Linked DNA regions of Mus musculus: all the other regions are linked to region 3. The links are chromatin contacts, called in public Hi-C maps. All regions are on one chromosome and are shown on one strand. Each heading gives the region's core, a stretch centred on a gene start, on an enhancer-like site or on the middle of the called end of the contact. The rest is flanking DNA. Distances are from core to core; before and after follow the strand shown. Region 1 overlaps Dlgap2 (DLG associated protein 2). Region 2 overlaps Arhgef10 (Rho guanine nucleotide exchange factor (GEF) 10). Region 3 has its middle 38 kb from the start of Cln8.

What was found. A called contact is a pair of places that touch in the nucleus more often than the background predicts.
Region 1: a contact with region 3 is called in a Hi-C map of adipose-derived mesenchymal stem cells, with 2.7 times the contacts expected there. The contact joins two enhancer-like sites. A contact is called at or near these places in 2 of 15 datasets of contacts at CTCF or cohesin (both in the NIH/3T3 cell line), 7 of 484 Hi-C or Micro-C datasets (the C2C12 cell line, adipose-derived mesenchymal stem cells, brown adipocytes and 4 more), 2 of 115 datasets of contacts at active chromatin or transcription factors (the NIH/3T3 cell line and embryonic fibroblasts) and 1 of 9 other capture datasets (embryonic stem cells).
Region 2: a contact with region 3 is called in a Hi-C map of liver, with 2.8 times the contacts expected there. The contact joins two enhancer-like sites. A contact is called at or near these places in 3 of 484 Hi-C or Micro-C datasets (all in liver), 2 of 115 datasets of contacts at active chromatin or transcription factors (bone marrow-derived macrophages and hepatocytes) and 2 of 9 other capture datasets (adipose tissue and liver).

Annotation. Positions count from the first base shown.
Region 1 is chr8:14,605,984-14,609,505 of GRCm38.p6, forward strand. All of the region lies in intron 4 of Dlgap2 (DLG associated protein 2), which reads left to right. Among named protein-coding and RNA genes, the nearest start is that of C030037F17Rik, 160 kb to the right of the region's middle. Within about 2 kb of position 2,003, at least 39 of the 459 cell types and tissues checked have an H3K27ac peak or open chromatin away from gene starts, as enhancers often do. A contact at or near this core is called in adipose-derived mesenchymal stem cells and embryonic fibroblasts, where this site is marked.
Region 2 is chr8:14,990,690-14,994,373 of GRCm38.p6, forward strand. It overlaps Arhgef10 (Rho guanine nucleotide exchange factor (GEF) 10), which reads left to right. Exons shown (of 29, transcript NM_172751.3): 27 at 371-545. Gm35149 (a long non-coding RNA gene) reads right to left here. Exons shown (of 2, transcript XR_001778521.2): 2 at 3,445-3,684. Among named protein-coding and RNA genes, the nearest start is that of Gm35149, 4.0 kb to the right of the region's middle. Within about 2 kb of position 1,617, at least 273 of the 459 cell types and tissues checked have an H3K27ac peak or open chromatin away from gene starts, as enhancers often do. A contact at or near this core is called in hepatocytes and liver, where this site is marked.
Region 3 is chr8:14,848,869-14,852,798 of GRCm38.p6, forward strand. It overlaps a transcript of Dlgap2 not described here. Among named protein-coding and RNA genes, the nearest start is that of Cln8, 38 kb to the right of the region's middle. Within about 2 kb of position 1,618, at least 26 of the 459 cell types and tissues checked have an H3K27ac peak or open chromatin away from gene starts, as enhancers often do. A contact at or near this core is called in adipose-derived mesenchymal stem cells, embryonic fibroblasts, hepatocytes and 1 more, where this site is marked.

The DNA.
Region 1 (3,522 bases), core at 753-3,252, 240 kb before region 3:
GGCCACATACCTCCTCCTGCTGGGTAGTCTATTTCTTCCATAGAACTGTTCTCACAGGACCGTGGAAGAGATCTGCTCTCAGATCTGAACTGGTTTAGTCACTAAGCAAAGTTGCTAGATGGAATACCCCAGTGATTGGGTCAATCAGGGAATGTACGGTGGGGGACCCAGGTATTGGGATGTAGCAGGGCAGATGGTTTAATTGAGATACTCATTAATCCCCTGTGTCTCTGAAGAGCTTCTTGTCGCATAGTGGGAACAACTAGGGCCTGTGGAGCTCATTTGAATGCACCTGCTTCCTTGTTGAGACAGCCAAAAGCTCTTACAGTTGAGGAGACATCCTAGGAGAGGTTTGGCCGCTGCTTGGGGTGAGTTTAGCTTCTCCAAGTTTGCTCACCCATACAGAATAATTCTCGCTAAACTAAAAGCTGCTGCCCAAACGTCCTCCAGCTATTAACGGCATTGACCTGTCTCCAAACTCAAGTATCCAAGCGTGCCAAGCAGGGCAAAATCAATCTCGGGTCCCAGCAGACAGAGCCATGCAGCCAGCTCTCCTGAATGTCTCCTGGAGCTGAAGGCGGGGGTGAGGGAGGAACCCATAAAAAGGCACGGGAGGATGGAGCAGTTCCACATTGCTGAGCCTCGAGCCCAGAGGGCCACAGGAGCTCAGATATAAATGCTCATGCCACTTTTCCCTCGATGCCCTGAACAAATGTTTGCCCAGCAGGAAGAATAAGGAGGTGGCAGGGCACAAAGCCTCTGCTTGTGCTCCTGCATCAGAGCTTGGCCAGCTCCGTCCTTGTCACATCCTGCCTGCTCCCACTGTCCCACACAGCTTCTGCAGCCACAGTGCAGGTACAGAGCCTTAAGTTAAAGCCCACCCTAGCATTCTGAGTTTTACCATTATGTATCTACGCCATCAGTCTCTGCTCTGCAAACCCATAACAACCACAGAGTTGTAACTCTCGTAGTTTCTTATTATGTTTTCCTCTTTATTTTTTTAAAAAATGAATTCTAATATCCCATTTTCTGAATTATCAACATTTGTGCACTTGTTACACCACAAAGCAGACATTGGTCACCTATAGTACCAGACACAGGGTCAAGGGTTGGGGATACAGTTGAGTAAGACTACAGGGAGTTCTCAGGCTATCCATGTCCATGCTTAGTGAGGGGAGGGCATAATTCTGCTCCGGTGTGTTGTGTAGTACCAAATAGATGCAGGATCCATCCTAAACTAGGAATTTGCGGAGGGGGCTTCAGGGATTGACCAGTACTGACGGGAGGCCAAGGGAGAAGAATGGGGGAGAACCAAGGGTTTCTGGATCTCAGGTTGTGCCAAGACTTACCCTGTTCCTCCTTCCCTGTTTAGGGATACTCCTGTTACTGCATCTTAGCTGCATACTACATTTTGAGCATGTTTCTAAGGAAAGAAATTTGTCTTCTAAAACAAAACAGAAGGACGTGGCCTTGTAGGAAATGTATGATCTGTTTAGACAGCACAATACAGAAGAGAGAGGTGGGTAAGCATACGTTCCCTGTGAGGAGGGTGTGGGTCCATGGCCTTCTGTTTTGGATTCTCTTCTGGATCTCAAAGGTCTTTAAGAGTCCATTGGAAGCACCTGACTGTCTGATAAAATTCAGTGATCACCAAACTCAAAAACTGGGAAATACTTGATGACTTAATAAGCCTAGCCTGGTAATAGAGATACTCCCTGCTGGAGACCAGGCAGGACAGGTCAACCCCACTCACCCCCTCAACAGCCATTCTTGCTCTCCTAACCATCGTGGAAGACAACTCACATGTGACTAAGGAAAAGCATTTGGGAAGGCAATTTGGGCTGCCCTTCTTGGAAACTGCTCTTTCTCTGTCTTGTAACAAAGAGAAGGCATGTCTCACTTAGCGTTGCTTTTAAAAAGGTTTGCACTTATATGTACATTCCTTACTGTGATTCATAAAACCACACACTTGTACAAGTGGTCACGTTGTATTTCTATTTAAATTTCCCATTTTTTTTTGTTCAGAAATAGCAAGCTACTTACTTAGCCTAGGTCCAGATGTGAGTCACATACAAGAGAGTGAAGAGGAAGCAGCAATGACAGGCACAGTGGGAACAAAGGTTGTTTGGCTACAGCATCACCAGAGAACAGCCTGGCCTCTGAAGACTGGAGGAAGGCCTTCAATGGTGTGTAGGAAGTTGTTTTAATTTTAATTTGACTTCCGTTTTCATGTTTGCATACAGAGACCATGCCAGCCCCAGCCTCTGTGGTTGTTGTGAGCACTTACTCTGTTCATGTATTAGAACTATATAAGCTCTGGGTGCTGAGTTCTTAAGACCACCTGGGGAATTGTGCACAGGCTCCTGGGCTTCCCCACTCATCCTGTGGAGTCGCCGTGGAGACAGACGTGGAGAGAAGCCCCGTCAACATTAATGAGTCACATCCTCAATTCAGGCCCCATTTATGAAGTGTGAGCCTATCTAGGGAAGCTCTTTGTTGAAAATAGTTAAATGTATACCCACCCCTCAGGCTACCCAACACCTCAGGAAGCATTCTCAGCTTCCTGATACCATGCTGCACACCATGGACCTGTCTCTCTACCCCGTGGATCTGAACATTCAACTCTCAAGGCAGTGAGTGCTTCTCCACACAGCTCTGAAATCCATGGCATGATTTTTCAGCCTTCAGAAATATCTCTACCTATGATCCAAGGGCTTTTCATGTTTTTCCGACACAAAAAACTGACTCACCTTTATGGCCCAGTGATCTCTTCTGTCATAATGTCTGCTACCCACTTCCACCTCATTATCTGTAACCTCGTCAGCATCACTTGAACTCTGCCTACACACAACACCACACATCGTGTTGGGTATGGCGTGGGAACCTATGCTCAGAGACCTTGCCACTCACTACTCCCACGCAGCAGAGGCTCCAGAAGGTCCCATGGGCAAGTTATACTCCTCACACCCAGGAAAGCTGAAGTTCCAGAAGCCATGGATAAGTTTTCAGGGTTGGTGTCTTAGTCATCTCAAGGTACTGTAGCCAAGTACCTCGGACCAGAGAGTTTGACAGACAGGCACTGATTTTCCCATAGTTCATCAGTCCAGAAGCCTGAGATGCAGGAGTGGCTGGACCCTTCATCTGAACCTGTGGATGGTGCCTTGTCCCTGAGTCCTCCCCACGTGTCTGTCCCTTTGTGGGAGTCTGGGTCCTGATCATCTTTCCTTACAAAGATTACAGTTGTGCTAGATTCCATCTCATTCAGTCGTCTCATGGCTACACGTGCAGCCAACTTCCATCTCCATGGTGAGCAATTCCAGGGCATCCTAGACACAGACCTAGTAGGAACATGTACAACAGGTTCAGAGCTTGCATTTGCTGCTTTTCTCAAGTCTGTCTGTCTGTCTGTCTGTCTGTCTGTCTCTCTCTCTCTCTCTCACACACACACACACACACACACACACACACACACACACACACACCCTGCTTTGTCAAGCCTCAGAGACTCTCCAGGAGGAAGAA
Region 2 (3,684 bases), core at 367-2,866, 140 kb after region 3:
TCAGTGGGCTGGGTCTCCTTAGGGATCTAAGCCAGCAGCCATTCGCCCTGTAGCCCCTTTCATGTTGTGTTGAGTTTGTTCTCTCAGCTTGTGAAGGTACCATGATAAAAGGCAAGTAGCGTTGGGTTCTGTGAGTGACTTGCCTGCTCGGGGAAGCCTCAAGAGCGTTGTGCCCACGGGTGCTATTCTGTGGCTGTGAACGGAGGCCACTGCTCTGACAGTCACGGGTTTGATCTCTACCCAGACCCCATGATCCCCAGGAGTGACTCAGCCTAGCCCCGCCGTGTGGCATCTTTGCCCTCAGCACTGTTGTAGACTCTGGCTGTACCCCTCGATACCCTGTGTGACCTCATTTCCTCCATTCCCCCAGAATCAGCTGGAGGCCCACCAAGATGAAGGGATGGTCATCTCCCACATGGCTGTGGCTGGCGTTGGCATCTGGATTGCCTTCACCTCGGGGTCCACCCTCCGCCTCTTCCACACAGAGACCTTGAAGCACCTGCAGGATGTCAACATTGATGCCCCTGTGCATAGCATGCTGCCAGGTACTGCCCCCAGGAAGGCAGGGTTCTAATGTCCTTGTCCCTCATACAGCCTGCAACCGGGTCCCTCAGAAGGAAGGGGAAAGGGCAGCAGATGTTCAAGGGACATCAGCTGCTAAGGCACACATAGCCAATGTGGACCATAGCCCCTGGGTGTTCACATGTGCCCTGTGTGTATAGGCGCACAGCTACTGTGTGTAGTACTTGGCATGGCTTCATGTGTGAGCATGTATATGAACATGTAGCCTGTAAAGACAGGTATACATCCTGTCTACAAATATAATGAAGACTGCATTAATGGCCACAGTGGACCACATAGTGGCACCAGAGGCAAGACCGGGAAAAATAAATCGTCCTAAATATATCCATGGCCAATAGGAATCACTGAAAACTTTGAACAGGGAGAGGAGAGAGGCCATGCCAGGGTGGATTTGGGGAGGATGGTCTTGTAGGGAGAGGCTCAAGTGCATCTTGCTGGCCCTTTGTCCACAGGGTTCTGCCTAACAGGCTGCAGGGGGAGCGTGGGAGAAAGATGGGAACAGTGAGCACAGTAATGGGCGGAGTTAGAAAGTAAGTGATGGGCGTGGGGGCGTGGCCACTTGTCAACTCATGTGTTGGATAGCGTTTGCTAAGCCATTCCAGGCGCCTTGGAAAAGCATAACAACAACTCAGGGGTCATGATGCCGACATGAGGAGTGATGGGGAGGCAGAGAGGCAAGACAGGTGCCAACTGATAAGATCTGCTGAGACCTGAGGACACAAGGCATCTAGGGCTGCTGACCAGCATTTCCCTGTGGGATTGGCCGCTGACCGTTTTTTTTTTTTTTTTTTAGATAATTGTAGGCTATTTTATTTCGTTAGGAATATGGAGGGTTTTTTTTTTAAATACATGTTATTTTTAGAAAACAAAAGTGATTCAGCATCAAGGCTGCCCCCCGCCCCCAGCATGCTTCTGTGGATCATCTGGACAGGTGTTTGCTGTTGGCATCTGTCCTCGCCCTTAGACAGAAACCGTGTCAGAGTCACCAGCCGCCAGCACATGCTTGCATCCGGCCAGAGAATGCCCTGCACTCTCTATTGACATGGGAAGGGACAGGAGTTAGATTGTTCTGGGGCCCAGATCCTGACTCTGGTGCCCTGTGGCCTCCAGGGAAGCAGCTGTGGTTGCCATGGTTCCTGGAATCCTGAGAACCAACCACAGGAATGTGTGGGGTCACACAGTGCCTCCATCTGAGGGCAGGGGAAGGGGTGGGTGGGTGAGGGTGGGGGCTGCCTTGTGTTCATCTGCCTGCAGTTTCTGTCAGAGACTGGGAGAAGGAGGCATTGGCCAGTGAGTGAAGTGTGTGTGTGTGTGTGTGTGTGTGTGTGTGTGTGTGTGTGAGTGTGTGTGTGTTTATGAAAATAATCCTCGTACATGATACAGTGCAATGGAACAGCAAGACCATCAGGTGAACAGTGAGGCAGCTGTGAGGCTCTCCATCTTGCCGACCCTCTGTTAACTGGTGTTTCCCATGACCTCGGTGTGTACCTAATTTAAAAAAAATGACCTGTGGGCTGCTCTCCTCTGTCCGGCTTCCGAGCAGATCCACTGGCAATCCTTGCTACTGACTCAGGCCAGCAGGGTGCGTACGAACGTGCGAGGGCACACTTGCCCACTTCCTCTCCCCTGCCTGGTACTGACCCGGTGTGGGTACAGGCTCCTCCCTCCCAGGCAGGCAGCCAGTGCTGACTGGGAAACACTGACTAACCGGCCGGCTCGGGTGTGCAGTGTTCTGTCTGTAGCTGAGGTGCACTGCAGGGCACTCTTGTGTTTCTTTCCGCTCGCCTGTAGCCATGGCTGCCCCTCCTCAGCCTCCTGCTCTGCTTCCAGTTGGCCAAGCATTGACTGTTCCCAACCTTCCCTACAAAGCCTGGCCCTCCTTGGCACCACCAGATTCATGGGACTGTTTTCCATTTTCCAGAGGCCCACCCACCTCACCGATCAAAGGGCATGCCAGAGTCTCTTGAAAGTGTTATGGTTTGAATATAGCACTGCCCCTTGACAGCCTGTGGGTTTAAGGTTAGGGACAGTTGGACCATGAGGGCTCTGGCCTAATCCAACGGTGGCTTCATACTTCAATGGTGTTGAGAGGTAGAGGAAACTAGGAAATGGGGTGTAGTTAGAGGAGGCGTGTTGCTGGAGGAATGCCTTGGACACATGCCCCCCACCCCACTCCTCCACACAGCTCCTAACCTTTCTCAGCTATCATGAGATGAACAGCTTTCCTCCACACACCCTTCTGTCATATGCTGGCTTGCCAGCAGCATAGAAGCCATGGAACTACTGAAAGCATGGGCCGGAGTCATTTGTCCTTTTAAGTTGCTAATGTCAGGTATTTGGTCACAGCCGTGGACGATGGACTGATAGAAGTCATGTTGGACACAGCAGGGGTGGGGGAGACCCTCTGTCACAGATTTTGATCTGCTTCTGTGTAGCTCGTTGTGCTTCTTATTCGTGTGTGGGTGGGACAGACAGGTGTGTCAGACCAGAATGGACTGGGAAGCCTGGGGCTGAAGGGAAGACATTCTGCAGTGTCTTGTGCCAGCTATTAAGTGGCTTCCACTCCACCTTTGGGAGGCCTTATCAGGCTCTCAGCCTCCAGTGTTCTTCCAGTGGTCTTGTGGAGCTATCCCCAGCCTGGCCACTAGGGAAGACTAACCCAGTCGAACTCTGCCTGAACGAGAACCCCCGTTCTGTCTCCCATGTCCAACAGTAGTTCCTAGCATCCCAGAACATGCCTGGTGGGCTGTCTGATCTCTGGCACACACACACACACACACACACACACACACACACACACACACACACACACACACAAACGCTGTGGTTTAGATAGAATAAAGACAGTGTTTCAGAGCAGTGTTCACCGCAGCCTGAGTGTTTGAGCCACTAATGTACTACTGCGCGCAGAAAGTGCCCACGCAGGCGTGTGTGGAAACAGCACAGGCAAGCGTCTTTTCATGTCATTGTAAAAACCCAACTGGGTCCTGCTGATGGAGACACACTGAGCCAAAAAGAACAAAATTTCGAGAAAAAAAAAAGATGCTGTAACCATCAGAACTTAATCAGAGCACTCTCCTCTAAGACCACCCTGTGGACCAC
Region 3 (3,930 bases), core at 368-2,867:
TACATGCCATACACAGAAGCAAATTGCAACATTAGACAATCATCATTTGCCATAAACCCCAAATTCTATGGACCCAACTTGAACAAAAGCATCTACTAGGTTTTGGTTAACTACATTGTCTACACTCATTTCTCATCCAAATGTGACCCAAAGCCTTGGCCTAAAGACACCCCACCCCCTCCCCCACCCCCACCCCCACCCCGAGTTGAGCAAGTCTTCTTCCCTGAGTTGCATGGTGGCCCCCTCTTTTGAAGTAGGAAAAAAAAAGTGCCCCATCTGATTCACTAGGTTCCAAAGATAATTATTCAATGGCCGAACAAATACCTGCTGCTAGTTCTGATGAAGTGTTAACTGTTTGAATCCCCTCCCCTTGTAAGTGCAATACCTTCAGGTCTCATGCGTGTGACACTGTTGTGGAACAAGAAGATAAGCCATGTGTGTACTGCATCGTCCAGGCAGAGCCAAACAGCTGGTCCCTCCAGCTTCTTTTTAGTTCTATCGCTTTCATGAGGTTCGTGGTGTGGAGTTCTCCTGTGGCCCTAGGATCTCATCCAAAACAAGATAGAAGTTAAAAAAACAGATACAAGACCAGGCTATAACACAGTGCAGCCCATGTTACCTATAACAGCACACCTATGTCCCTAGAGATGCCACCATCCACTGGAGAGACTTGAGTGTCGCCAGTACAGAACCCCTTCCTCACTCCATCAGGCTGATCTGGACTCTACTGTGCTGACCTATGGAAAATGGTGGGAAAGGACTGAAGGCCCGCTGGGGTGCAGGGCCAGGGGGACAGATGTGGCTGAGGAAGAGGAGGATCTTCCATGTACTTTCCTGAGCATTGCCATTTGTTCCTGTTGGGATTAGTGGGAAGACAGTTGCCACCAGAATTGATCGTTCCCAGGTGTTTAGTCACCAGTCCAGAATGGTGTAGAGAGGAGCCAACTTGTTTTATACCCAGAAATTGCCTCGTTGTTGAAAGGAAAATGCCCACACTTTTCGCTTCAAACTACACCTGAAGACTTCAACTGTTTAGCACAAGTAAATCCGTAGGGGGAAAAATACAAATTATAACTAAGACTGCCTCAAAACAAAACAATACACACACACACACACACACACACACACAAAGAGAAGCTGCAAAGTAGAGGCAGTCATCCAGCTATGGAAATGTCCAACTTACGATTAGACTAATACCAGTAGTGCACAGGGCATACAATGGACCCCGCTTCTTGGGGTGTGTGTTCCAGTTCACCCCATCTTGATTTCTGCCTTTTGTTAGCATAACGAGCAAGCACCCTCACTTAAATCTGGTGCCTCTGACTGCTCACTACACACCCCAACCTCAGGACCCCAGGATGAGAGTTCACTGGAAATACAGTGAGTGACATTGTAGACACACGGCCCAAGTGCCTGTAGTAGTCTTAGAACTCCCTGCCTTAGAAACAACTGTCTGGTTTGGGCTAAACATTTTTGTGTGTGTGTTTTCAGAGTCTCACTGTGTGTAGTACAGGCTAGCCTCAATTGTGCAATTGCCCTGCCTCTTTCTTCTGGGTGCTGGGATTACAGACATGCACTGTCACATTCAGCCTTGGTCCAGAACTTTTTGGCAGCAGAGATGGGGTGAAAGGAGAGTGGCGTAGACTGGACTTTGCAGTTGATTGTGAGATAATCAGGAGTGAGCCAGCCTTCCTGTGTTTCTGATGGGCTGGAAGCCAGTCACCCTCCGGAGAGTATGAAGGTCAGATTTCGGCTGCTTTCATCATGTTGTCAGTCATCTTGCTCAGGGTTCTCTGACCACAGCTCCAGGACAGGACGTCCACATGGACAGAAGCTGACAAATAAATAGCTTGTCAGAGAGACTCAGGCTGACACGTCAGCAGGATTGTGCCTGTTGATGACAGGAACTCCCTCAGAGGCTGGAGAGGCGGGGGCAGCAATCCCCTGAGGGGCTGCATCTTGAAGGAAACTGGCTGTCTGGAGCAATAAGAAGACACCTAAGCCCCATGTTCAGCCCACTGGCCTCAGACTTGAAGCCCAGGGCACAGACACACTTCCCCAAGTCACATGCTTTCCTGCACACTCATTGCCCAGACATTTTCTCCTCCAGTCTTGGGCATCTTTCATATTCTTACTGCAAATTTAACGTATCACCACCTTCATGGTTACCGCTATCATTTTTTTTTATATAGTTTTCAAACTGCATTCGCTGGACGTTCTGAAGGAGTTCTTAGTTTCACTCACTCACCATTTATACTTCTAAGTAGGTTTGGATCGAACCTGAGCTTCTAAAGCCAGGAAATGGACTTAAAAGATCAAGACCATGATGGCCTCCAGTTAGCTCTGGCCTCAGCTACCATGGTGAGGAGTGAACTTTGTGCCACATCCTGCTGTGAGTTGAGCACACCACATCAGTGGAAAGCATCCCTGTGCCTCTGCTCCGTGTACCTCCTGTGATCAAGGGGAACAAACTGGAGGCGGTGAACTTCCCAGTCAGGCTAAGAGCCTCTACACAGAGTGGCAGCTGGAAGCTAAGAAGATATCAAGAAGAAGGCACCAGGAGCCCCGAGGCCCAGCCAAGCTGCCGGAACTGATGAATGCAACTGCTAGTAACATGCCCTGAGTCAGGTTCCTGTTTTCTCTTCCATGACGTGGCATTAGTGTTACTGTTCCTACCTCCCTTGAAGGCAGGTGTAATGTGAGGGTTGGTGACACACCCCCTCTGGCATCTGTGAGCTTAGAGGTCTAAGACGAATGTGTATTGTCTTTTGGGATCTGTGCCTCGGTGTGCTGTGCCCCCCCACCCCCATGAAGGAAGCTGGCAGAGATAGACCAGTACAAGGAGGGATGTTTGTTTTGGAGTCCTGTTCTGCCTAGGCAGGAGGTCAAAACAAGAGATACAGAAGGGCACAGAAACAGAACATAATAGCCAGGAACTTCTTTTCCTACTGGCCTTGACTTCAGTTTCTATACTCTTCCATGAACAAGACTCAACACCACCACCAAGAGCCAGGTGATGTTTTGGGTTGTTTTGTTTTGTTTTGTTTTGCCAGCTCAGCCCCTCCTAGATGAACTGGACAGATGTTATCAATATGGTAAAGTGGTCTGAGAACAATCCTGGCCGGGAAACAGAGGAATGCGCATGTGAAGAGCACAGATGGACTCAGACCTGCAGCGCAGTCGCTGCAGAGGTGCGGACTTCATCCCCAGCCCCCTGCTCTGCCATCATTGTCCGACCCGCTGCAGAGATGAGCACACACTCTGAGAAGAAACCTTTCCATTCTCGCCACGCTGAAAAAAAAAAAAAAAAACACCACTGTGTTATGAATTGCTGTCCGAACCCTGGTATTTTTGATCCACTGTTAAAAAAAAAAAAAAATTACCTTGTTTCCGTCTCAACATCTGACAGGTGACTTCTTTTCGAGAGGACGTGTTAGTTACCTACAAAACTACTACTTTTTGAAAGATTTTGTATACACACTAACTAACCAAGGTAACAGCAGTTTACCTCCCGATTTTCTTAGATTTTAGGAGACTCTTAATCATTGGTGCTCTGAATCTGAAAGCCTTGGGCTCCAAGACTTCCCATGTGCGGTACAAGAGAGGCGGTCCTAGAGAAAGGGGTGGTAGGATTCGTGTACGCATTTATCTTCTGAGCAGTGGTCTCCATGGGGGGACTCTGATGCACGTCTATAAGCTCCAGGACAGAAGCCAAGGTTGACTGTGGGACCTTAGGAAGCCACTTGATAATGACCCTAGTTCTCCACCCAACTCCAGCCATCTCAGACACTTAGTCACCTTCAAAGGGCTCCACAAGAATCGTCACCCTCCCTCCATTTTCAATTGGTTTGCTGCATTCAGGAAGGTGTCCCCTAATGAGCAGCGAGAATTGGGCTGCTTATTTCCCAACAATAGTCACTTACCTCTGGC